Linked DNA regions of Sus scrofa: region 2 is linked to region 1. Evidence: chromatin contacts called from public HiChIP or PLAC-seq data. All regions are on one chromosome and are shown on one strand. Each heading gives the region's core, a stretch centred on a gene start, on an enhancer-like site or on the middle of the called end of the contact. The rest is flanking DNA. Distances are from core to core; before and after follow the strand shown.

Region 1 (5,897 bases), core at 1,170-3,669:
CTGACGTTCCAGGACAGCTATTGCCATGCCCTGCCCTAGGACGCATGACCCTGACCTTCCTTGTGCCTGTTGCCCAGGTCCCCCTGGTCCTGGGTAGGGTGAGGAGGAGAGTGGACAGGGCTGAGAGGCCAGAAAATGAAGGGAGCTGGCAGCTGCACCTATCCCAGGGAGGCACAGAGGTGACAGGAGACATGTCCCATACCCTCACTAGACTTCACTTACAAAATAAAAAACCAAAGATGTTATTAAGAATTTCAATTTCATATTTTTCAAGAGTATGGAAATATATATAGACATATATACACACATATGTTTATATATATTTATATAACATGTTTCATATATATTTATTATGTATATATACATACATCTGAGTCACTTTGCTGTACAGCAGAAGTTAACACAACATTGTAAATCAACTATACTTAAATAAATAAAAAAAAAAAAGAATTTCAGGCTGGCAATCACAGAGCATTAAGACCTCAAGCCTAAGCCTCTCTGAGTGCAAGGCCCTGTGCCCATGAATCTAGCCTTGCTTGGGAATATATTAAAGTTAGAAGACTGAATGAGTTAAGCAGGGAAAGATAAGAAGAAAAGAGGCCCAAGGATGGAAGCCAGAGAAGCACCAATTTAAGGGTCGGGCAGAGAAGTCAGGCGGTTCTGTGTCCAGACAAGTGTTCTAATTAATCAGAAGACCAATGAGGGAGAAAATATTTGGCCCATGATCCCCGACTTGGAAAAGCTTTGCAAACCCTCTAACCTGGGCACAGATTGTTAGGCACATTTTATTTCATAAACTATTCATGATATAGATGATCATTTTTCTTTTTTTTCTTTTTTTGCCTTTCTGTCTTTTGGGGGCCACACCTGTGGCATATGGAGGGTCCCAGGCTAGGGGTCTAATCGGAGCTGTAGCTGCCAGCCTACGCCAGAGTCACAGCAACTTGGGATCCGAGTCATGTCTGCGACCCACACCACAGCTCATGGCAACGCCAGATCCTTAACCCACTGAGCAAGGTCAGGGATCGAACCTGCAACCTCATGGAGGACAGTCAGGTTTGTTAACTGTGGCTGAGCCATGACAGGAACTCTAGACAATAATTTTTCAGAGTCAAGGGTGTGGTTCTTACCTAGGCCTATTACATTGATTATTTTTGAAGCATGTCTTAGGTGGAAAAAAAATAATCCATTACAGGAAATAAAATGGATTAAATGAAAGAATGGGATTTACTAATAATAGACTTACAGCTAACTAAAGTAAATAATTCATTTCTCTTCTAGCAACAGTCACCTGTACATATAAGGCCAGCAGTGTCTCTCTGCAACATTTATCAAGCAAGAAAAATGTAAACTCTAAAATCTGTGAAGAACTTCAAATGACTCATTGAAACCTGTTGCAAATGCAAACACAAGAATTTTCTAACTAATTTATCTTGAGCAAAGTCTTAGGCCCTAAGAACCAGGCAATTTGGTGAGAGGACTATGGCAGGAAGTTGATAAGAATTTAAGAGCTTAGAATTGATGGGGTGCAAAGTGATTTTTTAAAAACAGATTTAGAAATGTCTCTAGAAGAGGTTTAGAAAGTGGCTAGGAACACAGATTCTAGAATAAGCTGCTTGGGTTTGAATCCCAACTCTGCCACTTACTGTGTGTGTGTGATTTGGGGCAAGTTATTCAGTCACCCTGTGTCTGAGTAAATGTGTGGTAACAACTCCTAGGGTCATTGTGAGAATTAAATGACCACATGTAAAACATTTAGAATTGTGCCTAACACATAAAAATTACCATATGCATTTGTCAAATGAAAATCATGAAAACTAATCATGTAACCAACATTCCTCTGGAATTTGTTTTAGTAGGCTCCATAAGCATTGGGGACAGAATTAAAAAAAAATCTTTTCCACTTCTCAACTTTTTCTTTACCTTCCCATCTTTTATTTTTCCCCTCTTCTCTTCAGAGTACTGTATTGACTTTTCTTTATATTAAAAATAATTTTTTTCAAAAGGTTCTTTAAGAAGTAATTACAGTGTTTCCTGGATATTTTCTTTTTTGTGGGTTTTTTTTCATTTTTTTATGCATTAATTAATTTGTGCAGGAGGGCTTCAGTTAATCACTAATTTAATAATTCTGGATATTTTCTTAATTTGCTGTTTTATAATGCATATTCATAGCTGTTTTCCCACTGCCACTCACAGGTGGGCTCAATGTTTCATATGAAAATGTTTTCACATGGGGAGTTCCTGTTGTGACACATCAGAAACAAATTCAGTTAGTTTCCGTGAGGATGCAGGTTAGATCCCTGGCCTTGCTCAATGGGTTAAGGATCCCGCTTGCTGTGGCTGTTTCATTTCATATGAAATTTCATATGAAAACATCAGAAATAAGTATATAGGAGAATAAGATGCACAGTAGATTTAGTGTTAGCTCAATGTTTATTCTAATTATCATGATAATGCTGGTACTTAAATGGGAAAAAGTTTCAATAAGTGTTAGGGGGACAATGAATACAACAAGGATTTGGTTACACCTTCCAGCCCTTTCGAGAAGTCAAAAATCGTCCCACCTGAATTCACCAGCTGCTTGGAAGAAAATTCTGCAGATGCACAAACCCAGGAATCTGCAGTTCAAACTACCCCATGTGTCTTAAAAGCAGAAATCCCTTTGTATTTGTCATGTTGAGCCCTTTGGTCTTCACGAAAGCATTCTTACGCTCTCTGCCTCAACGTTATTTCAGCACCTTATTTCTTCTGCTTATAATAGTTTTCCACACTGCTTTAGAGTTTACACCGAACCATCGGGGAGGTCCTCACTTCCTTTGCCTTTATGTGACGCCAAGGTTCAAGCTTTCAAAGTCCCAATACGCTGCATGCTGGGTGATCATCTTCCGACCACTCCCTGTGCGCTCCAGCGTGCGGGGGTAGGGGGCGCTTCTCCCTCCTCCTAACCTCACTTTAGGCGGAAATCCTCTTGCCTTTTGTAAACAAGCATTTTTAGATCTCGCTCTTTGGGTCATTTTTCTTCCGTTGTTTATTATCTACGAGTTTGGCCTCTTTTCCCTGTAATCTCCCTCTCCCCATTCCCCTCCGGAAGGCACATCCCCCCACCTAGAGTCAGAGTAATTGATACTTTAAGATCCTCTACTAGCTTCACGTTCCCTTTAAACACATCCAAACGTGCTCGCCTTCAGGGTGCTTTCCTTGAGCTGCAGCTGCGTCTTTCCCCTCTTAGATAGATGTCAAAGCAAACAAGCCCCAGGACGTGCCCATATATGACCTTGGAACAGAAAGCTGCCTCGTTTGGGGCAACCGAGAACCCTGTCCACTCCCACCCTCGCGTGCTCTCGCCACCCCCTTCGGCTAGTTCACTCGCGTGCACAACGCGGACGCCAGCTACTCCCTCCCTTCTCCTGACTTCCTTCTAAGAGCCTCGTAAACCTGGGAAGTTCAATCATTCCGCAGCAAACCTCGGTGCTCACTGGGCATGCTCAGTGGCCGGCCCGGCTCGGTGGCCAGAGGTTGCCTTGGGCGCAGGGCTCGGGTCGGCTGCCTCCTGGTCTCGGCTTCCCGGAGCGCGGGCTGAGCACCGAGGCTCCTGAGTCCGAAACGAGACTCGCCCCGCCGTCCTCGCCCGGGCGCCAGCCCCGCCAGAGCGCCGTCGTTCGGGACCCCGGGAACCCCCAACTTCGCGCCAAGTTCCGAGCCTCCTTCGGGGAGAGGCATGCAAATGATGACCAGGGACGTTCTACTTGAAAGGGAGCTGGAGGACGACGACGACGAGGATGGGGATATCGGTGAGCTAGGGGTCCTTAGGGTGGGCCAACTTGGGGCCCTGCGTCCGCACCCGAAAGCGCGAGCCGACGCGGGAGGAAGTCGGGACCGCGCGTGGGCGCCGCACCCTTGGCGGTGGAGGTTGGCGGGAACCCTCGGCCGCTCGGGGGAGCTGGCTCGGGAGCACCGGGAGGTGGAAGCCCGCGCGCCGCACTCCCGGGGCCGCAATGCGGCCGCCGCGCTCCGCGGGTCGGCTGCTTCCCTGCTCAGCTCGCGGCGGGCAGGCAGCCCCCGGGAAAGCAGAGGAGGGGCGGGGCACGCGCGGGTCCGCGGGTCACTTTAGAGAAACCCTGCGAGGGTCGCGGTCCCTGAACAGTCGCGGGAGACAGGGAGACGCCCCCCGCGCGCGCGGAAGTCTTGACTGAGAACAACAACTTTTGGGTCATTTCCTCCGGCTCGAACCGGCGCTGGGGATTCCGAAGAGCTGGCGCGGGCGGCGAGCCGTGGGCGGTGTTGGGATGGGCGCCCGGGTTGGGAGAGCCGGGGTGTGACCCGCCAGAATCCTCCGAAGGTGGCAGCGGACGCGGGACTTTGGGTCAGAGGGTTGGGGCTGGGAGGGGCGGCCGAGAACTGATTTGTGGCCGGGATCCTTTTTTCGTCAGCTGCGCCGGCCCGCGGGGGAAGTGATGGGAGGAGGAAGCCCTTGGGCAGGGTGGATCGCTGGGCTTTTCCTACAGTCCAGAGGACCAGGGGCCTAGGGGCAAGCCTGGGGCGCCCCATTTCTAGTTTAAAATTGCTCACAAGTAGTGGAAGGGAAAGAGGGAGAGCCCTTTAAGAGTCAACAAACAAAAGGGGTGGGAGGAGGCGAGGAAGATGCGAGCAATCGAAGGAGAGGAGGAGAAAGTCAGGTCCCTAAAGAGAACACTGTCAGGGAATGATGACTTAATGAGTCCCTCCAGAAGACTGGCAATTAAATTACCAGGCAGTCTCCGACTCAGTTTCCTGGACGCCGAATTAGTTTAAATAACATAACAGTTCCTTCTCATGTACTAATGCTCTTCTCTAATATATGCTTTACTAATACGTTCTAATATATTCTCTAATGACTTTAAAAGTAACTTAATTTTAGGAGTTAGATGTGATTTTTCGTTCACATTTTAGATACCACTCATTTATTTTTCAGTTTTTTCCAGCTCTAAAGAGATATATAATTGACATATAACAAGGTGTAAGTTTAAGGTGTACAACGTGTTGATTTGACACATTTATATGTTGCAAAATGATTACCTCCATGGAGTTAGCTAACAACCTCCATCATGTGGCTTAATTTCTTTTTTTGTGGTGAGGACACTTAAGAGTTTCTCTTCTAGCGACTTTAAAGTATATGATACAATGTTATTAACTTCAATCACTTTCTGTATGTTAGATCTCCAGAACTTACTCATCTTATAACTAGAAGTGTACCCTTTGGACCAATATCTCCTCACCCCACGCCTTCTCCTGTTTTTGTGAGCTCACCTTTTTTATATTTCACTTGTAAGTGATAGCACAGAAGTGTTTGCCTTTCTCTGTCTTTTTTTTTTTTACTTATCATAATGCTCTCAAGTTTCACCCCTTTTGTTGCAAGCAGCAGAATTTCCTTCTTTCTCATGGCTGAATAATACTCCTGTGTGTGTAACTACTTCATCTCTGTCCATTCATGTGTACACAGACGATGCCTTTTTGTATCTTGGCTATTGGAGGCACTGCTCATTTAAATCCAAAAACGAATGGAAGGAATTACATATACTCCATGGTTCAGCTTTACCTTTCATTCACTTGAGAAAAATTTATTAGGTATCCATCCTTATGGAGGGAACAAGTAGTAGTATTTTTTTTTTTTTTATAGGAGAGAAGACTGAAACTCACATGTTGATCTGCTTAGCCTCTTACACAGCTAATTAAGATTCAGACCCAGGTTTTCTGACTTGCAAGCCTTGTGCAGATTGATTCCCTTTCCACCTGGTCACTCCAGCTGTCAGATAATATATAATGCTACTATTTAGCAGCATGTAATAGTAAATCATGATTACATAAAAATAGAGATCATGGGAACAAACTTTTAAAAGTTAGAATAGAATGAGCACAAT
Region 2 (5,897 bases), core at 2,049-4,548, 120 kb after region 1:
CTCAAACATTTGGGTGCCACGGCTGCATTGTGCTAAGAGGTCGGCAGTGCAAAGGCACGACGCACTTTCACTTGCACACCCGTCATTGCCGATGTGAACACAGGGAGAAAAACGAATCACATCTTAGTATTGTTGTAAGAATGCGTGTGCCCTCATGACATGCCCCCCTCCCCAAAGGGTCTCAGGAATTTCCAGAGGTCCACAGAGCACACATCCATTAGCCTGGGCAGGAGTACAGTGAGGAGAAAGAAACAGGAACCCAAGTTATTGGGAAAACCGCTCCAGAGAAGAAGTGAGCTAGAGCTTAGTGGAGAATTAAGGTATGGATGGGTGGGAAGGGATTTCAGGAGGGGAAATGCTGTGAGCCAGGGAGAAGCAGCGAGCAGCGTGATACAGTCAGAACACTGATGAGAAGATGGTTGGGTTGGAGGGTGAGGAATGGGGAGGGACAGTAAATACAATGTGAACTCGGCATACCCCTCTGAAAAGTGGACACTTTCTCCAGGGGACACTGAGAGTGGTAACGGGTGGGTTTTGAATCCTGTGACTGGAACATGCTGGTTTAGGAACAGCCAACATCCATGTGGTGGCAGTGTGTCAACTGAACTGGCAAATGGAACAAGTGGATGCCAGGTCCCGAATTGGGTTGTTAATTGTAATCTAGTTAGTGAAGGTCGAGAGCACAGACTCAGGTGATGACACAGATGAAACAGTGAAAAGCAGACTAATTGCTTCAAAGGTAGAAGTGATTTGAGAAGTAAAGGAAGACAGAAAAGTCAAAGGTTACCAGTATATTGTATTCTATAACTCTGTTTCCTTGCCAAGGACATTGTCTGGTAGGAAGATGGATAAAAACTGGGTGTTTCTGTATAAGAGCTCACATGAAACTTTTTTCTCCCTGAAACATCAGAATGCTTCCTTTTTTTCTGATAACAGGGACTATATCTTGGAACATATTTCCTTTTTTGCCCCGCTGCTAGGAGGCCTTGTGCCAAGGTCATGTCAAAATCACAATTACAATTGTCTCAGTGGTTAGTATATTTCTTCCTTCTACTTTCTCTGGCCCTGACTCTGTATCTCTATTTATTTATTTTTTATTATCAAAGTGTAGTTGATATGCAATATTACATAAGTTACAGGTAATGTTACACCATAATAAGTTATAGTGCAACATAGTAATCCACAGTTTTTAAAGGTTATACTCCATTTATATTTATTATAAAATATTGGCTATATTCCCTATATTGTACAATATATCCTTGTAGCTTATTTATTTATTCAATTTATTTATGGCCACGCCTATGGCATGTGGAAGTTTCCAGGCCAGGGATCAAACCAGAGCCACAGCAGTGACAATACGGAATCCTTAACCACTAGGTCGCCAGGGAACTCCTATTTGTTTAATACGTAAGAGTTCATACCTCTTAATCCCCTACCCCTATTTTACCCCCTTCCTTCTCCCCACTAGTAACCCCTAGTTTGTAACCACTAATTTGTTCTCTTTATCTCTGAGTCTGTTTCTTTTTTTTTATTGTATTCACTAGTTTATTTTTAAATTCCACATATAAGCGATATTTCACATATAAGCTATTTTGTCTTTCTCTGACTTATGTCACTTAGCATGATACCCTCCAAGTCAACCCATGTTGCAAATGGCAACATTTAATTCTTTTTTCATTTCCATCTCTATTTATAATTCATTAATTATTTTCATTCTCTTTGGTGCCAGATATCATAAGACCTCTTTTGACAGAGACTGGGGGAAGCAGAATAATGTAGTAAGCTTTGCCACACTTTGTTTCTGGGATGGGACCTTTTGTTTTAGTCACAGTTTACTCAAAACCTGAAGAAAGCTGAAAAGCCTCTGAGATCCAAAACCTTTCAAAGAAACTCAACAAATCCAGTTACTCTGGTTGCCCAAATCAAAGCAGATATAAGCGGTAATAAAAGCGTAGTGGAACACCTATTACAAACAGGTGAATTGATAGCAAAAGAAATGATTCCTCAAATCGGAGTGATGGCAGAGAGAGAAAGCAAGATGCAGGTGAAATTTCCTTGGGATTATAAAGTAGGCAAATGCACTAAATGCAGCTCGTTACAATAAAGAACTATTTCATGTTAAAATAGAAAACATCCAAAGCTCACATTTTATTGCACTTTTCCTGTGTCCCAGTCTCTGTGCTGTTGCTTTACACACATCACCGTAGTTAATCATCACAATAACCCTGCATTTCTTGCTGCGATTTCCTCCTTTTTACAGATGAATAGACTTAAAGAGAGAAAATATATACACAAAGGCACACAACCAATTATATGTGGCAGAGTTGTGATTTGAACCCAGCTCTACCAGATATGAAAGCGCGTGCTCTTTATTCTTATTTTGGGCTCCCTTCATTTTTCCCTCCTTAATAATAATAACAATAGTAGTAGTAACAGTAATAATAGTAATAAGAGTTAATGTTCAATATCTTCTAAGAAATTAAAAAATAGGAGTTCCTGTCATGGTTCAGTGGAAACGAATCTGACTAGCTTTCATGAGGACACAGGTTCCATCCCTGGCTCACTCCGTGGGTTAAGGATCCAGTGATGCTGTGAGCTGTGGTGTAGGTCGCAGACACAGCTCGGATCCTATGTTGCTGTGGCTCTGGTGTAGGCCATTGGCTACAGCTCTGATTCGACCCCTCGCCTGGGAACCTCCATATGCCATGGGTTCGGCCCAAAAAAAAAAGACCAAAAAAAAAAAAATCAAAAACTATTGTTTACTATATTTGAGAAAATTTTAAGCACAAAATGGTTGAAGTAACCTTTTTAAAACTGGCATAAAGTTCATCTGAAAACTCATTTCCTCAGAGTACTTTATTTCTTGCAATTTCCCGATAATTGATGGGAGGAGGATTTTGTAAAGTGTTATTTATTATCTGTAGTCAGTTTAAAACAACTTTGTGTCATCGTTTTAAATGAGTCATTTTTATTTTTTGTTTTTTTTTTTTAATTTTGTTTTGGAAACATCTGCGCATTCTTTTGATACCAAAAAGAACCGCCATTTTGTAAACTCCTTGAGTAGAGAGGAAAAGTAATATCTTTAGAGAGCATTAACCAACTGATAGGAGTTGTCACAATCCTTTGCTTTGCTGGGCACTAGATGCTCTGATTTGTTTTTCTACCTCTTGGCTCTGAATGAGGTTGCAAACATCAATTCCCAGAGAAGTGGTCTGAGAAGATTGTGGCCAAGGCACACATGGGACATGAGAGTCCAGAGGAGACACAGTTGATGACGAGACGATTGTGCTGCAACCCTGAGCAGCTGGAAATAACTCAGGGCATTTCTTAGACTGGAAATGGAAACCTCCTGGGAAAGATGAAGAGCTCTCTGAGAATAATGGATTGTAGCTTTGAGGGAATCTGCAGAAGAAGAATCACACAGGAACCTGGAAAAGAGCTGAACACATGTTGCCATAGTTTCTCTCTCAGTTAAACCTCTGTATCTTGTTCAGCTCACCGAGCTGAATAGCAGTAGCTTCAGACTCCCTTTTCTGTTTATTCTCAGATTATAATCACATGTTTTGAGATTAGCTCTTTATTCAAAAGCCTAAAATCTCAGGGACTGGTAACCCGGCTCCCACACACCTCACGGGATAGAGAAAAGGAGGCAGTTCATAGCTATGGATTTGGTGAATGGGAACTACCCAGTAAAATGTTTGAGTCTAACCAGTTAATTTCCAAGAACTGAAAATAGATATGCTATTGAAATAAGATTAATGAACAGGAACAAAAGGTTAAGTGGAGGGAAACCTATGGTTATGAAGTCAAGCTAAAATTATTATTCCTTAAGAGTAAGGATCTTAAAATTTTAGAGAGAATACTGTGAAAGTCCATTAAGTCATGAAGGATTTGGTTGGAGGAATATTATTTTGGTTCTGACTGATTCCAGAGTATGAGATTGGGAGCTCTTTCTTAAAGATCAAAAAGTGTCCTTTAGGACAACAGTTTTGCCTGCATGGAAAACCTACTGCATGTTCTTCCTCTGGAGATGGTCACACTGAAAATGCTAATAGCTTTTAAAAAGTTTAAGGTAATGGATTGATGTTGACTCCATATTAGATAAAAGCAAAGCAAGACACTTTAGGGATATGGAGATCCTAAGAGGTCAGCCTCCAAGAGGTTACTCATTCTCTCATGAATGTCCTCTCACAACCACTGGTCTTGTTTTATCACATCCATCACTTTGTCATTCCTGACTTTAATTGGAAATATCTTACAGCTTAATCTCACCCACACTTCTTTCACCAGTGTTAACCACTGCCAGATGAGAGCAGTGCAAATAGATGCCGCCCTCTTCTAGAAAAGGAAAAGTAAGAAAACAACCACTTTCTATACTTGTTTCTCTTCTTTTCTGCAGATGACTTCTTTTATTAGAGTGTAGATTTACAGTGTTGTGTCAAGTTCTGCTATACAGCACAGGGACCTAGTCATACATACAGTAAGAATCCATGGTTGTTTATCCATTCCAAGTGTAATAGTTGGCATCTACCAACCCCAAACTCCCAGTCCATCCCACTTCCCCTCCACCCCACCCCAGCAACCACAAGTCTGCTCTCCCTGTCCATGATCTTTCCGTTTGTAGATAGGATCATTTGTACCATATTTTAGATTCCAAATATAACTGATATCATATAGTATTTGTCTCTTTTCTGACTGACTTCATTTAGTATGAGAATCTCTAGTTGCATCCATGTTGCTGCGAATGGCATTATTTTTGTCCTTTTTAGGGCTGAGTAGTATTCCATTGTATATATGTACCACATTTCTTAATCCATTCTCTGTTGACGGACATTTAGGCTGTTTCCATGTCTTGGCTGTTGTAAATAGTGCTGCAATGAACATAGGGGTCTGCAGATCATTTTAAGGAAAGCTAAATGGAGATTATTTTTATTTTTTATTTTTTGTCTTTTTGCCATTTCTTGGGCTGCTTTGGCAGCATATGGAGGTTCCCAGGCTGGGGTTGAATCCAAGCTGTAGACACCGGCCTATGCCAGAGCCACAGCAATACGGGATCCTGAGCCGTGTCTGCAACCTACACCACAGCTCACGGCAACGCCAGATCCTTAACCCACTGAGCAAGGCCAGGGATCGAACCGCAACCTCATGGTTCCTAGTCGGATTCGTTAACCACTGAGCCACAACGGGAAAAATGGAGATTTTTAAATGGTTAAATGGGAGTTCTCCGTGGTGCAGCAGGTTAAGGATCCATCTTTGTCATTGTTTTGGCTCAGGTCACAGCTGTTGGGCAGGTTTGATCTCTGGACTAAGAACTTCCAAGCATGGCTGAGATAAATAAATAAATTTAAAAAAAAGTTTTTTAATGATGAAACACCTGTGGGATAACAGAGAAGCAGAACAATTTGTAGTCATGCAGATCCCAATCCTAGCTCTAACTGTGGGTTTAAGAAAAGTTCACTCAGAGTCCCTCTTCTCTAAGGCTCCTAACTAAGCATCTTCCCGAAATAGAAAACTTATTGTCTGCCCTGCTTATTTAACTCCTTTTAGGGAAGTTTTATTTTAAAGGTCATTCCAAAGTTCTATTTCCATATTTCCTCTAGCCTAGCTCATAAATTTTAAGAATATAATATTTAAAACAAATGAGAATTCTACTTGCTAAAACTGCTGCTTCCTTGGCACAGGCTTCAGGAAAATATTTAACAGTAATTATGCTTGCAGCATTATGCCTTCACCCTCACCCTGCCTTTGAAACGTGATGTTCTAATAATAGAACCCTAGAGTTTATTTTAACAAGGCAAAGGGAAACAAAAGCAAAATGCATATACCAAATCAGGAAGCCGTTGGCATGCGAACATTCCCTCATGTGTATAATAAAAAGAAAAAAAAAAAAAGAAGCC

What was found. HiChIP or PLAC-seq counts read pairs in DNA pulled down with a chosen protein or histone mark.
Region 2: a contact with region 1 is called in an H3K27ac HiChIP or PLAC-seq map of skeletal muscle. The contact joins the enhancer-like site here to the promoter of ANO6 in region 1. A contact is called at or near these places in 1 of 5 promoter capture datasets (liver), 6 of 47 Hi-C or Micro-C datasets (heart right ventricle, liver, mesenteric adipose tissue and 3 more) and 2 of 2 datasets of contacts at active chromatin or transcription factors (alveolar macrophages and skeletal muscle).

What each region holds. Positions count from the first base shown.
Region 1 is chr5:76,110,009-76,115,905 of Sscrofa11.1, forward strand. ANO6 (anoctamin-6) reads left to right here and starts at 2,420. Exons shown (of 22, transcript XM_005655713.3): 1 at 2,420-3,791. The coding sequence starts at 3,719. It overlaps LOC110260769 (a long non-coding RNA gene), which reads left to right and starts at 3,798. Exons shown (of 2, transcript XR_002344171.1): 1 at 3,798-5,897.
Region 2 is chr5:76,228,398-76,234,294 of Sscrofa11.1, forward strand. The region is part of intron 3 of ANO6 (anoctamin-6); the gene reads left to right. Among named protein-coding and RNA genes, the nearest start is that of ANO6, 120 kb to the left of the region's middle. Within about 2 kb of position 3,299, at least 5 of the 83 cell types and tissues checked have an H3K27ac peak or open chromatin away from gene starts, as enhancers often do. A contact at or near this core is called in skeletal muscle, where this site is marked.